Regions from separate parts of the Mus musculus genome. Here all the other regions are linked to region 3. The links are chromatin contacts, called in public ChIA-PET and HiChIP or PLAC-seq maps. All regions are on one chromosome and are shown on one strand. The core of a region is the stretch at or near the end of the contact, and the rest is flanking DNA. Distances in the headings are between cores, read along the strand shown.

Region 1 (3,618 bases), core at 754-3,253, 180 kb before region 3:
ACTGAGGGGGGTGCTCCTGCTCTCTGACGCACTGAAGCCCAGCTTCTTTAGTTTCTGGTCACAACCCCATGTGGGGTTGTGTAACTGAAGAAGGGGGTGCTCATCAACTATTGGGCAACAGTAGAAGGTTTCTGTGTGTGGTGGCTCATCCCTGTGATCCCAGAACTCAGGAGGTGGAGGCAGGAGGATCAGGAGGAGTTCAAGGTCAATCCTGGTCCAGGAGTCTGGTCCCGAAGAATGGGACAATAACAACCAAAAGAGAAATGAAAAACTGAGCTGCTGGCCAGGGATGCTGGCACACACCTCTGGTTCCAGCATGTGGGAGGCAGAAGCGGGAGGATCCCTGTGAGCTAGAGGCTAGCCTGGTCTACAAAATGTGTGCCAGGACAGTCAGGCTGCATAGTGAGACTCTGTCTCAAAATAAAACGAAAATCTGAGAAGGGTCTTGTGAGATGGGTGAAGGTGTTTGCTGCCAAGTCTGGGATCCTGAGTTCAATCCCAGGGACCCACCCTGTGAAGGGAGCAAGCGCTATGTCTTACAAGGTGTCCTTTTTATGACATGTGTCATCTCGTGTGCTCTACCCACCCACCCCAGGCACAAACCAATTACATGTAATGATGTAATGGCAAAAGGTTGGTTTTGGTTTTGGTTTTTTGAGATAGAGTTTCTCTGTGTAGGAAAGAGAGAGAGAGAGAGAGAGAGAGAGAGAGAGAGAGAGAGAGAGAGAGAGAGAGAAAGAGAGAGAGAGAGAGAGAGAGAGAGAAAGGGAGGCTTTGTAGGAAAGTCCTGACAGCCAGTTCTCCTTCATCAAACACTCATGGCGTGTATGAACAGATTTTAGGAGGTAGCCCTGGGCTCACCTACCAGCGGCTTGTCACAGGCTCTGTTAGTGTGGGGAGGGTGCAAATAGACGCAGATAGACTGTTAGAAGGCCCAGTCTCTCTTGTGCCTACTCCTGTCTTCTCCCGAGTGGTGACCCTTCTGGTGGGGCAGGCTTCTGCCTCAGTTTCCTTATTGTCCAGCCCCCCTCATTACTGAGGTGAGTCTGTCTCATTATTCATTATCCATTGAAGTGACTGTGGTAAAGCCATCTTGTCATGACTCCATTCTGTGTCACTTCTCAGCCCTCTACACCCCTCAACAGCCATGGTCTCCTTGGGAACAAATTTGTGTTGTCAACAGAAGGATATCTGGAGGCCTCTTGGCGGCCAAGGTGAAGCCCTGGGTTGACACACGACCCCTTCCGATTAAGCATCAGGTTCCCTTTCTAAATGTTATTGGGGGACAGGGGGAGCTGGAGTCTATGACCTAGTGATCTCATTTGTTTTAATTTTTAAAATTACAATCCTCAGTATGTGTGTACTTGAGACTAGATCTCAGATAGCTCAGGGTTGTCTTGAACTCCTTATTCTCCTGCCCTCTTTCTCTTCCTGAGACAACAGCCACCAGGTACTTTGCAGCATGTGATCACGATGTCTAGAAATCTGCCCTTCAGAGCCCTTTGGCTTTCAGGCTTAGCTCCAGAGCAAAGAGTAGCCAGAACTGTGGGGGCCATAGTTATTAATTACTACAGTAGTCCAGAGGTTGGAACTGGGGGCCTCTGATGTGCTAGGCAAGAGCTTATGCCCCAGTCCTTTGGTCTGGAGCAGAATGGTGAAGTGACATCCAGGTATTTACGAGCCTGGATTCTGGATTGGTGGGATTTGGGTGTCTGGAGGGCTTATGGGAGAGGACCTTCACCAGGGCACTGTGTAAGTAAGAGTAAAGTGGGAGCCGCCTAGGATGTCTCTTCTTGGGGACTCTTTGATCCTTTCTGGATGAACTCAGTAGGACATATTTCCCAGGGGTGAGCTTTTCCTCCCCCTTCCGCACCCTGGCGCCTCCTGCGAGCTCCAAGTTTTGCTGCCAACTTCCACGAGTTTGGAGGGGCTACTTCCCGGCGGTTGGCCCCGCCCTGTCGGCGGCCGGACCCGCCCCCGTGGGCGGGGCGGGGCAATCCGGCTAGTTCCCGGCCATCCGCGGCTCGGTGGCGAAAGCGACATGGAGAGCGGGGCCTATGGCGCGGCCAACGCGGGCGGCTCCTTCGACCTGCGGCGCTTCCTGTCTCAGCCTCAGGTGGTGACGCGCCTCGTGAGCATGGTGAGTCCACCAGCGAGGACCCGGAGCCGGGCGTCCTGGCTACCAGGGCCCGTGGGGCCGCGGGCCGCAGAGCGCGACAGGTGGCGGCGGCTGCGCGTCCTGGGCCTTTCGGAGAGCGCGGGGCCCCGTGCCCCTCCGCGTCTCTGTCCCCTCCAGCCCGTGGGTTTTGTCGCCTGTTCCACTCCGGACCTTGTCTCCCCAACTCCGGGCCGGGCCCCGCCGCACCCTGGACCACTGGTCCAGGCCGCTCTGGTGCGGGACGTCCCCGAAGTTCTCCGGGGAGGCAGGCCTGTCGCCTTGTTGGCATTGGGAGGGACCGGAGAGGGGCACGGCACAGCAGGTGGCCGGCACGCCGCGGCTCCCAGCCTAGGGAATTCACCTGGAAGGGACTTTCTGCAGCCACGTGGGGTGCGAGGAGGGGGATTGGCCTGGCACTCTGAAGGAGAGTTTCCTTCCCTCTCAGAGGCTAGCAACAGGTCTGCTTTCCCACCAAATGCACTCCCTTCCCAGAAGCGGGGCGAGCCCCCTTGTACCAGGCGTGCGGGGGCAGCTTTCCATACCTTGGGATGAAAACACTGAAAACTGAGACTTTAGCTGCCAGATTGAGGGTGGCCCCACTGCGCCCAGGGGGTCTGGGCCTGGAGCCTTGGAGGTGCCCTGGCTCCCCGGAATCTCCCAGCCTAGCGGTGGAATCTAGTGACTCCGTCCTGGGTTGTACCCTGTCAGTCAGGATGGCAGTGCCAGGAGCCCTGACCCATACTCCGCGCCCAGTCCTGGAGTTCCGGCTTCATCCACAGCTGGGGGCGGGGCTTGTGACTGCCAGTTCCACAATCCTATTGAGAGCGTCCCCGCAGGATCGCTCTGGTCCTGCAAGTCTGGAGGCAGCCAGGTGCCCACAGACTCAGTTGCATCTGCCGCCTTGACGTGGGCTTGGCGGTGGCCTTAGGGTGTGGGGAGGAAGCGAAATGACTAGGACGATTCCAAAGGAGCTGCTTTCCAAACTTTGGCCAGTCTCTGCTGGTGACTTTCCCACCTCTGTCCTGGCTCCTGCGGGATCTGAGTCTGGCTGTGGATCTGACCACCCCAAGAACCTTGCTCTGAGGGGAACCGTTGTGGGGGTGGAGACTAGTAGTTCTCTGGAGGGGAGGGGCCGACGTGCCAAAGAAGCCGGAAGTCCTTGTAGGGAGAAGGCTGGCTGACTGGGGAGTCTCTTGCTTTAGGGGGAGTCTTGGAGGGAAATAGGGCAGCTGTTGAAGGGTGTTCTGGAAGATATTGGTTGATGCTGTAGAGTTGACTTGGGGCAGGGTGTTGGGGTGAGGGTTAGATGAAACACTGAGTTTCACCTCCGTGATTTTGTGTCCCATCCTATTTAAAACTCATTCAAATGGGAGGTGGTTATCAGCATTGAGGCAGCTGAGGCAGGATTGTCATGAATTTCAGGCCAGCCTGAACTTGAGTGAGATCCTGTCTTTTTTATT
Region 2 (4,031 bases), core at 163-2,662, 160 kb after region 3:
AAGACCCATGCTGACTGTGGGCCGTACCATCCCCTGCGATGGGGGCTTGCACTCAATAAACTGAGCTGATGATTGCCAGCACTCTATGCGTCCTGCCTGCAGCTGCACTGTGACCAGCTGCCTCATGTCCTCCCCATCAAGGTGGACTGTGCCCTCCAACATGAGGCAGATAAAGCACCCTTCCTTCCTTAACCAACCCAGTGTGTTAGCTGTACAAGTGCCCCACATGTGAGGCAAGGTGGCCACCTCAAGAACCAATGAATGAAGACACGCTGGAAGGCAGGCTTGTCAGGGTGACAGTCACCAGCCGTTCTCTGAGAGTGCATTTCTAAGGACAGTGTAGTACACAGTGCTTGCAAAGTACTCAAATGTGCTCTGGCCTTGTTAGCCTCAGCAGCCCATCCACTAGGCTATCTGTACGTGACTATCACCCAGCAGCCCATCCACTGGGCTATCTGTACGTGACTATCATCATCCCAGCAGCCCATCCACTGGGCTATCTGTACGTGACTATCACCCAGCAGCCCATCCACTGGGCTATTTGTATGTGACTATCATCATCCTAGCAGCCCATCCACAGGGCTATCTGTATATGACTATCATCATCCCAGCAGCTCATCCACTGGGCTATCTGTATGTGACTATCATCATCCTAGCAGCCCATCCACTGGGCTATCTGTACGTGACTATCATCATCCTAGCAGCCCATCCACTGGGCTATTTGTATGTGACTATCATCATCCTAGCAGCCCATCCACAGGGCTAGCCATCCCTTGGGAGGAAGAGGAAAGGGGATCAGAAGGGAGGAGTCATCCGCAACCACACAGTGAGTTTGAAGCTGGCTATGGGAGGCATGGTCTCAGAAGGGTAACAACGGACCACCGACCAGAGATGTGGTTCAATGGGTATAGACACTTGCTACTAAGCCTGATGACCTGAATTTGATCTCTGGGACCCACATGGTGGAGAAAATGGACTACTGTAAGTTGTTCTTACATAGGTATACCCATGCATACCCATGTATACCTATGTACACATACATATACCTATGCACACACAAACACACATGTATACCCATGCACACACATGCATACCCATATACACATATGTAGACTGTGCATACACATATATACACACATGTAGACCCATGCACACACATGTATACCTATGTGCGTGCATGCACACATACACATGCACACGCATGCGTGTGCACACACACACACACACACAAAACAAAGAATAATGAAGCAGCAAAGACCCGGGCTCCCTACTGGGAGTAAAGACCACAGCACTTCATCCTCTGAGCTGTTATGCTGCTGTAATTTTCTGGACCAGTGACACATGACTGGGCGTGTGGCTGTGCCTGACTCACTGCAACGCCCTTCCTCTTCCGTCAGCACGCACCACAAGGAAGGTGGTGTCCCTGTGACACTGAGATCTCTTTCCTGTTTCCACAGGAGCGCAGCTCAGTAAATCCCGAGTGACGCACACACCAATGGATTACACGCCACAGGCTCTGGCCTCTTTCACCATCCCTTCAGCTTTGCTCCGGGCACATCTGCCTAGCCGTGGCCATGTGAGTTTGCCATGTCAAGCTCACCAAACTGAGGCTCCTGGGCAAGTGACAGAGGCTCTCACAGGAAGCAAACATCAAACTGAAAGCTAGCATACACAGCGGACAGACGGCAGAGTGCCGGAGGAGGAGTGGAGGGAGGTAGCTGGAGGGCAGCCTTCAGAACACGGGTGGGGGGACTGCACACAGCAGGAAGGAGGAGAAAGGCAGGGCAGCTGGTAGGGCCTCAGGACTGACAGCGGGCATGGAGCTTTGGGCGTTACTGAGATAGCCTGGGCTCCCACACACATGGGTGTCCATGTGATCAAGGAATAAATGGGGCCTGGGGAACACAGCAGGGAGGGGTGGCACCAAGAAACATTGGCACATCAGAGACTTGGAGCTGCCTCATGTCTGAGAAGCAGAAGAGACTCAAACTTCCCAGTGGAAAACAAGAAGCAGGAGATCCACAGTAGAAGTTAAGATGCAGGCACCTCGACCACGAGACCTGCGGTGCCTTCCAACAGGAGGTGGGCGCCTACGTCCCTTGCATGTAACTTGGCCTTGTGATTTGCTGTGGACAACAAGATGCAGAGGAAGTGATGCTGGACTCAGGGTCTAGCCTCTGACTTCCCTCCACAGTGCTTGGTTCCATCCTGTCTCACCTGAGAGTCCTGTGCTGAGAGGCTGGAGACCGGTGAGACGGCAGGCATGCCTGGTATGACTGTGTGACCCAAGCTACAGTCCCGGGGGCCCTCAGATTCTCCCGAGGACACCGTGTGTACAAGGCCAGTGACTCCAGATAGGCTTGGGGTCACCTGCATTCCCAGTGCTTGCAAGGTGGGAGCATGAGCATCAGGGATCAGAAGGGTCTAGCCTAAGCTGCAGAGTGAGTTCAGGGATACCCTGGGCTACATGAGACCCTATCTTAAAAAACAAAAAGCAAAAGACTAGGTGGTGGTGTACACCTTTAAGCCTAGTACTACGGAGGAGGCAGAAGCAGGGGGATCTCTGAGTTCAAGGCCAGCCTGGTCTACAGACTTCCAGGGCAGCCAGGGCTACACAGAGAAACCCTGTCTCAGAAAAAAAAAAAAAAAAAAAGAAAGAAAGAAAGAAAGAAAGAAAAGAGGAAAAATAAAGTAAATCCATGCCCTTCCTCTATCTCATATATTCTGTATACTGTGCATATATATGATATAGTCCCAAACTTCTGTTTAAACAGGGAAGAAGCACTTGAAGTAATAATAACCATGAGAACACTAGTGTGCAGAGTCAGCACACACACACACACACACGCGCGCGCACACACACACACACACACACACACACACGGAACATTATGCAGCCCCGAAGAAGGACGTGCTGGAGCTGTACCAACTGTCTTGGAGACAGACCAAGTGATGCTGCTATACCGGAACGGTACACGCTACATGAGGTGGTTTCAGTGACTCAGGTCTAAGCAGCGCTAGACCTCAATCCTCAGTTTGGATTCTGTGATGCAGCCCCCGCTAAGGGCGGCTTTCCCATGAGGCAGAGAAAAGAGTGGCATGTGCCAGAAGCAGTCTACTGTGCTGTCAGGGCCTGGACTCTCCAGTTCTGCTGTGTGTACCTGGGTGTGGTGTCACACGCCTTTAATACCCACACTTGGGAGGCAGAGGGAGGTGGATCTCTGAGTTCGAGGCCAGACTGGTCTACAGAGTAAGTTTGAGGGCAGCCAGAGATACATATGGGGGGAGGGGTGGGGAGGGATACTGTGTGGTTTAGAAACAATAATGGGCAAGTGTAATGAGAATTTTGGTTTCTTTGAGGACCACAGAATCGTATAGGAGTGTTTTCATTTTAATGCCAGGTGTGGGACAGGGAGCTGCCTCAGGTTGTCCACAGAAGCTGACTATTATTACTCGCCGTGTGCTTTAGCCGGGGCATGGGTTTGCCAGGGCAGTTTCTGCAAGTGTGTGTGACCTTTGGAATTCTGGGGACTTTTGAGAGAGTATATAAATGCTAGGGCCGGGAGGGGTGGGGCTGTTGTTGCTTAGCTGCCACTGGTGGTTTGTTAAGTAGTCATGTGCAAAGAAGAAAGAAGAAGAAATTAGATATCCTGCTGGTGAAGATCAAACGTCCCCCAAGGAACTCAGTGTCCCTAGTCAGCAAGAAGTAGTCATCCTCTAGCCTTTATTCTCTCCTCTCTAGTGTTAGGGAGCTGAAAGCGTGGGAAAGAGGGTAGAGAAGAACCCACAAAATAGTGAAAAGTCCACCTGCAGGCAAGTCCACCTGCAGGCCAGACTCCCCGATGAGACTCCACCCCCCCACCCCCCCTGCATCACAAAGGCAGAGATGCCTCTGATTTAGCAACAGTAGCAAACACATTTCACAATTTCACAATGTATCTTGCCTAATGTTCTTAGGCCTATCTGGCCTTTTCCTGTTTGTCAAGGAAAGAAGCAAATTTAGGATTTACGTCTTGGGTGGCCTAGTAGCC
Region 3 (3,747 bases), core at 55-2,554:
GATTTTTTGTTTGTTTTTCAAGATAGGGTTTCATTGTGTAGCCTTGGTTATCTTGGAACTCATTCTGTAGACCATACTGGTCTTGAACTCACAGAGATCCATTTACCTCTGTCTCCACAGTGCTGGGATTAAAGGCGTGCACCACCACCACCACCACCACCACCGGCTGTTTCCACACTTTTCAATAATGGGAGAAAGACTGAGATAAATATTCTTTTGAAATGTGTCATTCACTTTCCTGAAATAGTTTGGTGGAGGTGAAATTCAGAATGTTAGTTCAAGTGTTACAGCTTTAACTCCATCATCTCTGGGGTAAAGAGAATTATGACTGTTTTACAATGTTTCTAGCTTCTAAGTCCCAGAGCATGTGAGCCAGGGAAGGAATTAAGGGCATGAAAGTCAGACAGGGGCAGAGGAGGGTCAGGCCTCAGGGTGCTGAACTGAGTGATGATGCACACGAGTGCGGGCACAAAGCAGGGGCTGGCTATCTGACAGGTGTTGGGCACTGAGCTATTGCAAGAATCCTTCCTCTTGGAGCCAGGCAGGTGAGTTGAGGGCGTAGGGCTCAGGAAGTTATCAATCTGACAGGTGTCAGGACTCTGAATGATCACTAGCTTCCTCTCTCCTGGAGCAATGCAGGTGAGTTTAATGCGCATGGCGGCAGCTGTCAGTGTGACAGGTGCTAAGATGCCACTGACATCCTCCTCCTTGCTCCCTCATGTGAGTGCATGGCAGCAGCTGTCAAACGGACAGGATTGAGGCGCTGAGCAGTTACTAGCTATTCTCCCTCCTGGACTCTCATATGTGAGCGCAGGGTAGCAGCTGAAAGTCTGCGCTGAGCATCCTTCCTTCTTCTTGGAACAAGGCAGATGATCATAGGTCGCAGGGCAGCAGCTATCAGTCTGACAGGACTCCGGGCGCTGAGCTGTTATTAATCCTCCTGGACCTTTATGTGAGCGCAGGGTAGCAGCTGGAAGTCTGACAGGTAGTCTGGTCGCTGAGCATCCCTCCTCTTACAGCAAGGCAGATGAGCATAAAGTGCAGGGCAGCAGCTGCTAATCTGACAGGATTCGGGGTGCTGAGCTGTCACCAGCATTCTCCCTCCTGGACCATCAGGTGAACTTAGGACTGTAGTCCATGCCTCCCGCCCTTGAGCTCCCTGTCTGGCGCGACGCGGTGCCCCAGAAAGGATACAGAGAGGCAAAGACAAGGGAATACAGCCTATGCAGCTGTCACTGCCGCTACCGCGCCTGCGCGCTGGCTCCCTGTTCGCGCTCGCACTGTCAATAAAGTTCTCGCGCGCCGGAAGCGGAAGCGGCGGGTCTCCATGGCGGCGCCGGCAGCGGGCCCGGTGTTCTGGAGGCGGCTGCTGGGCCTGCTGCCTGGCAGGCCCGGGCTGGCCGCGCTCCTGGGCCGCCTCTCCGACCGTCTGGGCAGGAGCCGGGAGCGCCGGCGCCGGAGGTGAGAGCGCTCGAGAGGGCCGGGCGGGGGGTGGGGGACTCGCTGTCTCCCCGCGTGCCGGCGGCTCAGCCAGGAGCCCCGTGGGCGTGCACCGTGCAGGAGCCACCCGGGGCGAGCTCGGGGCTGCGGCCCGGCCCTGGGGCCAAGGCTGCTGTGCTCCGGGCTCGGGGCGTGAGTGTGGCAGTCGGGGTTAGAGCGGTGAGTTGGCCGGAGTGAATCAGCCCTGCGGGGACCCGGTGCAGGCTGGCTTCCTCACATCCTGCCGGAGACATTTCTCAATCCTGACTCAATCGGTACTCAGGCCCGTGAAGAGGAAACACTCGAAACTCTTTCTGCGCGCGTTCGAAAGGCTTGTTTCTGGAAAAGTACTGAAGTGGGTTGTGTAAGCGGTGAGGGAAGCTTTGAAGCAGTTTGTTCAGGCAGTGGTCCTTTAAAGGAAACATTTGCCAAGAACAGGCTCAACCAAGAGGCCTGATGCTATTGCTAATTTTCAGGAGCGCGCGAGATAGATATTGAGATTGTGTGTTTGTGTGTGATATTCTCTCGTGTGGATATGTTTAGAGACTTCGTTTTCTTTTTCTTCAAATGCTGGGGCCCAAACCCAGAACTCCATGCACACAAGGCAGGTGCTTTACCACTGAGCCACATCTCAGCTCCTCCTCTCTCTCTTTAAAATAAATAAAACAATTAAAATAATGACTGTGTGCTCAGGTGGTGGTAGGGGAAGTCGGTTCTCTTTTACCACGTGAGTTGAAGTGATTGAAATCGGATCATCAGGCTTGGCAGCAAACTCGCTGGACCCCCAGTTCTTTTAGAGACACAGTTTCATGTATCTATACTGGCCTTAAATTGAGTAACTCAGGTTAGCCTAATACTCCTGATTCTCCTGCCTCATGTCCAATGCTGACTCCCAGGTGTGAGCTGTAATGGCCCATTCTGGTTCTGTGAGTAAGATCTGTGGGTAAGATCTTGTCTCTAGATGGCTTGAGGTGCAGTCACCTGCGTTGGTTCTAGATGTGGGTCATTGATTTACAGAGTAACAGGGAGCTTGCCAACCCAAGCACAAATTAGACTTAGAGGACCTACTGAATGACAGAATCAAGGCAGACAGGCAGTCTTATCTCAGGTTGCCTGCTGATCAGAATGGCTCTTTCCCCCAGCCATTCGATTGGACGGTAGAATCAGGTGACGCTTATTACATCAGGGCACCAGACCACTGAAAAATGTTAGGTTTCAAAAGTTCTGCCTGAAAGAGGAGCAGTTTAGGAAGCTTTGTTGATTTCCTTTTGGTTTGTAAACCTCAGTATTCATTGTTCAGCTTTGGTGCTGATCTCTGAAGGGGGCTCAGGCAACCTACATGAACTATATCCCCTATACCACTGGGTATCAAATTCTGGATAGGCAAGCACTCTACATGGAGCTGTGCCCCTAGGCCTGACAGGGCCTCACCTCAGGTTACTTTCGAATATCCTTTGTAGCTGATGGTTATGAATTAATGGCCCATTTGTCTACAAGTGCTAGTCTTACCAGCATGTGTCACTGTGCCCAATTTCATGGGCTAGATAGGGGACATTTCCAGGGCCTTGTGTATGCTAGGCAGTTAGATAACTTTACCAACTGGGCTACCCTCCCCCCACCCTCTGCCCTAGTGTGTGTGCTTTGTAGCCCAGGTTAGCCTGGCGCACTGGGTCCTCCTTCCTTAGTCTCCCGAGCACAGGGATGACAGGAGTGCACCTTGCTTTTCAACTCCTGCTTTATCTTTTTTTTTTTTTTAAATGAAAAGCTTTGTTGTGTGCCCATATGTGCATCCTAATTATTGAACACAAGTCTTTGGGCTTGGTTGCAGGCAACTTTACTTGTTGAAGTATTTCATTGTTCCCTTTAAAAAATTAAAAAAAAAAGATTTTGTTAGTTTGATTGAGACAGGTTCTTACTTTATAGCTGGCTGGCTTGACTCTTTATGTAGACCAGGCCGGCCTCAAACTCATAGAGACCTACTGGTTTATGCCATGGAGTGCTGGGATTAAAGGTGTGGCCACCACACTCAGCCCAAGATTTTATTTTTATTTGCAGTTATGTGTGCTTCCATGTGTAGGTGCGTATGATGCAGGAACCCTTGGGGGTCAGACGAGGACATTGGAGTCCCTGGTGCTAAAGTTAAATGCACTTGTAGGAATCAGACTTAAGTCTTCTGCAGGAGCAGTGGACACTCGTAACCCCCGAGCCCTCTCCAGCCCATGAATGTTCCTTTGAGACAGGATCTCAGTCTGTGTCCCTGGCTGTCCT

What was found. ChIA-PET counts read pairs in DNA pulled down with a chosen protein or histone mark. HiChIP or PLAC-seq counts read pairs in DNA pulled down with a chosen protein or histone mark.
Region 1: an H3K4me3 HiChIP or PLAC-seq map of bone marrow-derived macrophages shows a contact between it and region 3, with 3 times the contacts expected there. The contact joins the promoter of Syngr2 here to the promoter of Pgs1 in region 3. A contact is called at or near these places in 2 of 39 promoter capture datasets (liver and stem cell-derived epiblast-like cells), 5 of 115 datasets of contacts at active chromatin or transcription factors (CD8 T cells, bone marrow-derived macrophages, effector CD8 T cells and 2 more) and 2 of 9 other capture datasets (adipose tissue and liver).
Region 2: a contact with region 3 is called in an RNA polymerase II ChIA-PET map of memory CD8 T cells, with 1,741 read pairs. The contact joins the enhancer-like site here to the promoter of Pgs1 in region 3. A contact is called at or near these places in 1 of 39 promoter capture datasets (liver), 2 of 484 Hi-C or Micro-C datasets (embryonic stem cells and neutrophils), 3 of 115 datasets of contacts at active chromatin or transcription factors (bone marrow-derived macrophages, memory CD8 T cells and pancreatic cancer cells) and 3 of 9 other capture datasets (adipose tissue, liver and pancreatic islet).

Annotation. Positions count from the first base shown.
Region 1 is chr11:117,807,664-117,811,281 of GRCm38.p6, forward strand. Syngr2 (synaptogyrin 2) reads left to right here and starts at 2,004. Exons shown (of 4, transcript NM_009304.2): 1 at 2,004-2,140. The coding sequence starts at 2,042.
Region 2 is chr11:118,144,504-118,148,534 of GRCm38.p6, forward strand. No RefSeq gene overlaps it. Among named protein-coding and RNA genes, the nearest start is that of Gm38514, 8.7 kb to the left of the region's middle. Within about 2 kb of position 1,413, at least 204 of the 459 cell types and tissues checked have an H3K27ac peak or open chromatin away from gene starts, as enhancers often do. A contact at or near this core is called in adipose tissue, bone marrow-derived macrophages, liver and 3 more, where this site is marked.
Region 3 is chr11:117,985,553-117,989,299 of GRCm38.p6, forward strand. Pgs1 (phosphatidylglycerophosphate synthase 1) reads left to right here and starts at 1,305. Exons shown (of 10, transcript NM_133757.2): 1 at 1,305-1,461. The coding sequence starts at 1,328.